Regions from separate parts of the Callithrix jacchus genome. Here region 1 is linked to region 2. A link is a contact called in public Hi-C data. All regions are on one chromosome and are shown on one strand. Each heading gives the region's core, a stretch centred on a gene start, on an enhancer-like site or on the middle of the called end of the contact. The rest is flanking DNA. Distances are from core to core; before and after follow the strand shown.

The links. A called contact is a pair of places that touch in the nucleus more often than the background predicts.
Region 1: a Hi-C map of skeletal muscle shows a contact between it and region 2, with 9 times the contacts expected there. The contact joins the promoter of YARS2 here to the promoter of ALG10 in region 2. A contact is called at or near these places in 2 of 3 Hi-C or Micro-C datasets (both in skeletal muscle).

What each region holds. Positions count from the first base shown.
Region 1 is chr9:38,721,559-38,725,435 of calJac240_pri, forward strand. YARS2 (tyrosyl-tRNA synthetase 2) reads left to right here and starts at 2,598. Exons shown (of 6, transcript XR_004728704.3): 1 at 2,598-3,399.
Region 2 is chr9:37,481,023-37,484,557 of calJac240_pri, forward strand. ALG10 (ALG10 alpha-1,2-glucosyltransferase) reads right to left here and starts at 2,051. Exons shown (of 3, transcript XM_035255837.3): 1 at 2,009-2,051; 2 at 322-519. The coding sequence starts at 510.

The DNA.
Region 1 (3,877 bases), core at 1,348-3,847, 1.2 Mb after region 2:
AAAAGAGTAATTGATCTGACTGTATTTTCCAAAATTGTTCTGTCATTGGACTACTATCAAGTCTCATCTAGCACCTGCTCTGACACCACCTTCTATATCAGACTTTGCTACCTCTTCATGAGATGGAACTAAACTTAGAAGAGACAATGCGGAGCTCAAATCCATTTTTTAACGACTTATCATCAATTTTAATCCCAGGTCGAAATTTTCTATTTTTCATCATCCACAAAATTCTTCTCCATTAAGCTCAGGTCATCAAGTAACCCTGACATGGGCACATACTGTTGTAACAAGCAGGGTTTTCTGAAGTGAATAAGTAATTAAACCACCAAGTGAAGTCATATTTTCTGGTATAAAATTACTAACACACCTTTAAAAGCCAGAGAGCTGTATGTTACCAGAAACCTCACGTAAGACAGATTCTCCTCTAAAGAGGTTCAAATTTTCCTATTTATTAGTTACTGAATAGAAGGCACTATTTGCTGTGTATGTGACAGTATTGATTCCACGTTAGAGGAAAGCTTTCTTACTTGAATATAATTATTACTTTGCTTGGATTTGTAGATGATTCACTAAAATCAGCCTCAGGAACCTTGAACAGAGATAAAAGAAAATACCCTCACCAGCATCTCTGGGAAAGGGCTGACTAATCTGATAAGAATAGACTGATGGTATCTGCAGAAAGCCAAAAATGTTGACCAAGAAAACAGTGATTTACTGCCGACCTGAGACTGCACACGTTTCACAAAAATGTTTTGATCATCGTTTCTCCTAATTTCCCTTAGAAACCAGAGGTGGCCTTTGAATGCCAGTTCACTGCCTCCCCTGGGGTTGATGACCTCTTGAATAAAGCTACTTTCCTTTCACTAAAGCTTTTCTCTTGAGTTTTTGGCTTTCACGTGACAAGTGGCCCAGACATGAGTTTCCTTACGTGTACTCAGGAGAATTTCCTGCCATGCCTACTGAAATCTGGCCTGATCAAAGTGGTGGACCATATGACTGCAAATTGTTCTTCTGAAGTGGCTCATGCCAGGACGGTCTCGATCTCCTGACCTCGTGATCTACCCGCCTTGGCCTCCCAAAGTGCTGGGATTACACAGTGCCCAGCCTAGAGTGACACTTTTTTAAAAAACACTGCAGATCAACAGGTTATGATTGCAAATTTTAAGATATTTTGAATAATAACGTGAAAGAACACACTATTTTCTTAAGCAGTAGGGAGTATAATAGTCTATTGAATGAGTATCTCAAAATCCTATTGAAGTCATTATTTGGCAATGAGAAACTAATTCACTGATAATTATACATGCAAAGGAACTAATTATTAAAATAAGTTTTCATTTTCATTAGATGACTTTGTAACGTTAAAAAATGGAAAAGTCTTGTAGGAAATGCTTTGGAACATGGCTCAGATCTTGGCCCCAGGACCAAGGCACTCAATGCCCCAGCTGCTGGGAGTGTTAGTGGAGTCCTTTTGTGCACCTCTCCCTCTCCAAAAGCCTTACCCAGCCTTTTGCTTCCTCCCTGGAAACGTCCACATTTAATGATCTGTCAGTTTGAGAGTCTAAAGTCTGCCCTCTGGTCTCAATTCAGGATGACTCAGAAAGGAAATCCCAGGATGACTCCAAAGCCTTTATGGGATTGCCTGAGGCCTCTATTACAAATTGTTTACAGTTCAACAACTTTCTCCCTCTACCCAACCCGGCTTCCCTCACTCCATTATAGGTGTTGTTCATAAGCACACTCCAATAATCCTCCTGCAAACCAGTCCTCCCTCCAACTCAGAGTCCAGGGAATTCTAACTAAGATGGTTTTGAAAGCGGTCCTACAAATCAGGCTCCGACATGGGATTTTGAAGCTAGATCACCTGTCAGCCAGCTGCCAATAAGAACCTCATCCCTGGTCAGTATTCAGAACACCTGTCCCGTTGCACGATGTGATTACTAATTGAGATGTGATTAGTAATTTGAATCCACTCATGCTAAGCTGTGTCCCAACCTAGTTACCTGTATTTAAAATAAACAAATCACAGGACTTGATGCATGTACTTTATTGGACTTTTTCTTGCTATAGCTTGTACAAGACTGCCACCTCCTGGAAAAGCTAATGAATATTGAAGACTGAGGTGCAATTAGAGAATCAGTACTATGAAATTGCTTGCGTCTCAGCAGCAACTCCTTAACTGTCCTGAAGTTAAACCAATTCGTAACCTTTCTCAACATCTGTGAGCAGCTTTTTGCATGAAACCAGGATTTCAAACAACTTGCGCACCACAATCTTTTTAAGTGAAAATTCAAATACAAGTTAACATTGGCGGAACGTTAGGTGCCAAAGGCTTTAATTCTTAAGTCTCACAACAGCCTTATGAGGTAGGAACTATTATAAGCAGATCCTCACTGCGGATGAAGAAATTAAGCTTTAAGGAACTTAGCGCGACGGACCTGAGATGGAATCGCCACCTGGAGCCCGAACTCTGTTGCTGAGAGCGCAAGCTCGGTAACTACGTAACCGCCTCGGGCATGCGCAGAAAAACATTGAAACGCCTTCCCTGGGAGCTGTTAGCATGTGGGTGTGACGGGGGCCTCTACAATCCCAGCATTCCTTTCGTGCCGCCACCAAGATGGCGGCGCCCATCTTTCGGTGCTTTTCCTGGTTCCGGTGGTCTGGTACCCTAAATCTCTCAGGATTCTTGCCCCTGGGGCTACGTAAGGCCCACTCGGGCGCTGATGGGTTACTGGCAGCGCAGAAGGCTCGGGGTCTGTTCAAGGACTTCTTCCCAGAGAGGGGGACGAAAATAGAGCTCCCAGAGCTCTTCAACCGTGGCACGGCGAGTTTTCCCCAAACCATTTACTGTGGTTTCGACCCCACGGCCGACTCGCTTCATGTGGGTCATCTGCTAGCGCTGCTGGGCCTGTTTCATTTACAGCGAGCGGGCCACAACGTGATCGCGCTGGTGGGAGGCGCCACGGCGCGCCTGGGAGACCCGAGCGGCCGGACCAAGGAGCGCGAAGCGCTGGAGAAAGAGAGCGTGCAAGCCAACGCGCGCGCCCTGCGCTTAGAGCTTGAGGCCCTAGCGGCAAATCACCAGCAGCTTTTCTCTGATGGGCGCCCCTGGGGCAGCTTCACCGTGCTGGACAACTCGGCCTGGTACCAGAAGCAGCACCTGGTGGACTTCCTGGCGGCAGTGGGGGGTCACTTCCGCATGGGGACGCTGCTGAGCCGGCAGAGCGTGCAGATGCGGCTCAAGAGCCCCGAGGGCATGAGCTTGGCCGAGTTCTTTTACCAGGTGCTCCAGGCCTATGACTTCTATTACCTCTTCCAGCGTTATGGATGCAGGGTCCAGCTGGGCGGATCTGATCAGCTGGGCAACATCATGTCTGGATATGAGTTCATCCACAAGTAAGTGCCTTTAGAACCGGGGGGAATCTTGGGACTAAATAATTTACACACGAGTAGCCTGTGTTTCACTCTTAGGATTGTAGGTTGCTGCCCTTCGTTCCAGCTCTTGGTTTTATCCCCATTAAGGCTCTATAATGGCATTAATAACACTGGCTGATACAAACTAAAGGGCTGAATTAAGGATATTAAGAGTAAACGGTGTATGCCAAAAATTATCTGGGTGTGGTGGCGCACCCCTGTAATACCAGCTACTTGGGAGGCTGAGGTAGGAGAATCGCTTGAAACTGGGAGGTGGAGCTTGCAGTGAGCCGAGATCGCGCTACTGCACTCCAGCCTGGGCAACAGAGGGAGACTCCCTCTCAAAAAAAAAAAAAAAAAAACAGTGTATTCTAAAGCCCTGCAGGAAACAGACCACTAGTCAAGATTTATTTGGTCAGGATCGGTTTGTTTTGCTTCCTGTAAGTCGTCCTCCCTTATT
Region 2 (3,535 bases), core at 801-3,300:
CTCAGGTAAGTCTGTTTTCCCTAAGTTTTACAAGAAAAAAATTGTCTCATTTATCTCTGTAGCCCCAGTGCCTAGCACATGTAATAAACTCAGCAGGTATTTATTGAACTAGCTTGATTCACTTAACAAATATTTACTTTAGATTTTACAAATAAGTTATTCAAGTATTTAAATATAAATTTAAATGGAGATGGAGATTTAAATTTACCTTTACAAAATATACGAAAATACAAAGTGTTACACCAAATCTCCTAAAACAAATTCATTGTAATTGTGGACCTGACTATGCATAAACTTGTAATTAAGTATTTTGAAACATACCTGGTTTCTGGGTTGTACCTTGCGGAAAAGCAAATATAGTAAATAGAAGTTGCCAACACTGAAGAGAAGATTAACAAATCTGAGCATACCAATGGAGCAGACAACATGTTCGGACCATCCAAAGATCCAACTGGCAGGTTTGACCACTCCAACTGACACCAGGTATAAGCCAGGTAATGTAGTAATCATGGGATCCCACTTTAAAATGAAAGAAAATAAAGTCAAAGCAAGAGGTAATACGAACAAGGCAGACACAAACATGTCGAGCCCAAGTCTCATCTCCAGCCACAATCAGAAATTTTGAGAAGTTATTCTATGACAAGCTTAAGTCAGTCCTTAGCAGCACAGGACTAGTTTTTCCTATTTTTTACCCCTGGACCTGCTTAGTGATTGTTCAGGTGGCAACAACCAATAAATAACAACTTAAAATCGATTTCTATTTTCCAAGAAATTTTCTTTAGAAAGCCTTTATTTTGGTAACTAAACTGCAAATGCTCCAGTTTTAAAAAGCATGGAACCATTGGTTGGAACTCTAAGTTTAGGAAAACATTTGGGCTACAGGCTTCATAATGACAGCTAATAGGAACTGAGCCAGAAATTGTGCCAAACCCTCTGTATTAACCTTACGACATGCTCTGTAGTAGAGAGTATTACTGTCATTTTGCAGATGAGTAACCCGAATTTCTGAAACTCAGAACACTTCCAAGATCACAAAACTAGTAAATCACAGCACTATGATTTATGATCAGGTCTTTCTCTAAAACAGACTTCATATTTCCAACCAGTACCCAAATATATTGTGTCACTAGAAAAGGAGGGGATGTTTATTTTGATGTTTATTATGTATATACTTGCATAGTCAAATATATATTAAAAAATGATATGACTTGACTGGTTGCCAGTTTATTCAGTTAACAGATAGTTCACTAAATATACCCAGGGAAGGAATTTTGTGATTGTAAATTGTTACTTTTTGGTAGCTGAAGACCCCTCCAGTCCACCCTATCCCATCCCTAAAATGCATAGTTAGATGCTTGACAGGTGAGTTAAAGGGAAGTTTTCTGATATTTCTAAGGAGCACCCTAATGCCTTTAATCCTGAGACAAGGAAAGACAAAGTGGAATAGATATCGTCAGCAGCCAACAGGGGCGCTCAGTTCCCCATTAAGTATTCTACCAGATCATTCCTTCTTGGGAGACAGATATGCTGTTTATTCATTAATTTAACAAATATTTCACAAATCTTAGAGACAGGAACAAAAGACAATTTCTTTCATGTTTTGAGGCTGGAAGGGTGGAACGGGGCGAGTTAAGTCTAAGAATAGGAGAAGAACCTGGGGACGCTGAGCCCTCTCAGGCCGGTCCTAGGGTGGGGACAGGTTAGGAACCCCACCTGGGAAAGGGAGAAATGGCCCTCACAGTAGCGCTGCGCCTGAGGCAGGTGGAAGATTTCGTCCATGTAGGGCTCTCGCAGCGCCCGGCTGAAGGCGGAGAAAAGGAGGCAAGACACTAAAAAGGTACAGCTCAACGCAGCCGAGAAATAGTAACCCTCTAGCTGCGCCATTACTGCTCCCAAAGCCACTGGCCAAAGATCCACTCCTGGAAAATTCTGAGCGAGGAAATCCGAGCTGGAAACTTGGGCTCGAAATGGGCGCGCTAGGCGGGACTAACCGGACGGGGCCACATACCGGAAGGCAGAGGATGCTGGGAGAGCGCGGATCCGGAAAGATCGGGTCTCTGTTTCCTGGGTGACGGGTTTGATAACGGACCGGATGATTACCCTGTCAATCATATTGCCCGGGGCGCACTGAGGGTCAGAACTTCCGGAAAGGGCGGGTCTCGGAATTCGCCGCGTGGGAAGTACGCGGCTTGCTGCTTTAAAAAAAAAGCGGCTTCTTAGGTTGGATCTGTTTTTTTCCTGTTCATATCCAATTTTTACCAGAAGATGGCGAGGTATCCCCACGTTTCCACTTCCAAGCCCTAAAGTTTACACCTTTACCCCCAGTTATATCTGTTATTTTTCTCCAGTAATCCGAATTAAAACCTCAATTTCAAGACATTTTGTTCCCTCAACTTTGGAGGGTGGAAAAGGGGCGTTGGTTGTGATAGCAAAGATTGAGACTTTCAGATGAAAACTTGAAGAACCAGACAGAGACCCTTCAGTACCCAATGAACTTCAGTGAGAGGTGAGAGGAGGTTTTTGTTTTGAGGTAAAAAGAGAACTCTTCATTCCTAGTGCACTCTGGTAGCCAATATCTCAGTACCCTGTAGGATTTGGAAAAAAAAAAAAAACTTTAGAATTTTGGGATGTTTTAGGTAAGGAAGAATTCTCTGTGCCTGTAAATTTGGTTGTTAATATCTGTATGGCAGCGTTCTATTTTTCCTACTAAATCATAAGCGCGAACATCTTAATGGGTGGCACTCTACATCCTTTTTGTTTGTAGTCCCCCAGATGGCTCTCACACAGGCACTTAAATTTGTAGACTTTTATAGGCTGTATAGACATCATAAAATTCCTGTATTCTGGGATTAGGGTTTGGGGGCAGGAGATGAGGTAAATTATTTGAATGCCGGAGATAAATTATGTGTTACGATTTTGTCTTGAGCGTGGTTGGCCATATTTTGTAGAAAAATGATCTCTCAGGTAACCTCAGTCAGGTTGCCTTTGGCAAGAATATATAAGAAAGGAGTGAGGATTTAAGGTCGCAAATCACAAAGTTCTCAATTGAGCTCTTTTTCTGGGTCAAAAACTAATTCAGTCTTTCTGAACTTAAGAACATTTCTTAAATTAAGTGACTGCCTTTCTGTTCTGTCTCTGCCATTTCCTTAATTATAAGAGGAGGTAGTGGTGAATGAGGGCTAGGATGGGAACATTTACATTTCTGGAATAAAATCATGTGAGGATCTTACTCTGATGTGATGCTTAGTTTTGTTTTAAGCATGATCTCCCATTTTATTATTGAGTCCATGCTGAACTTACCTGTTTAAATTACTTGTAACAACATGTCCAGATTATTCAGTCTTCAGGAGGTTGATATCTACAAGTAATTAGCCCCTGACATGTTGAGTTGCTAAATCGTGTTGTATATATTCTGCAGCTTACTGACCCACCCTAGAAATAGTGGGTAGTTTCTAAAGGGAGTAGAACAAGACTAGACATTTATGCAATCCATTTTTCTTTATAATAATTGCCACCAAGAGTTTACATTAAACAT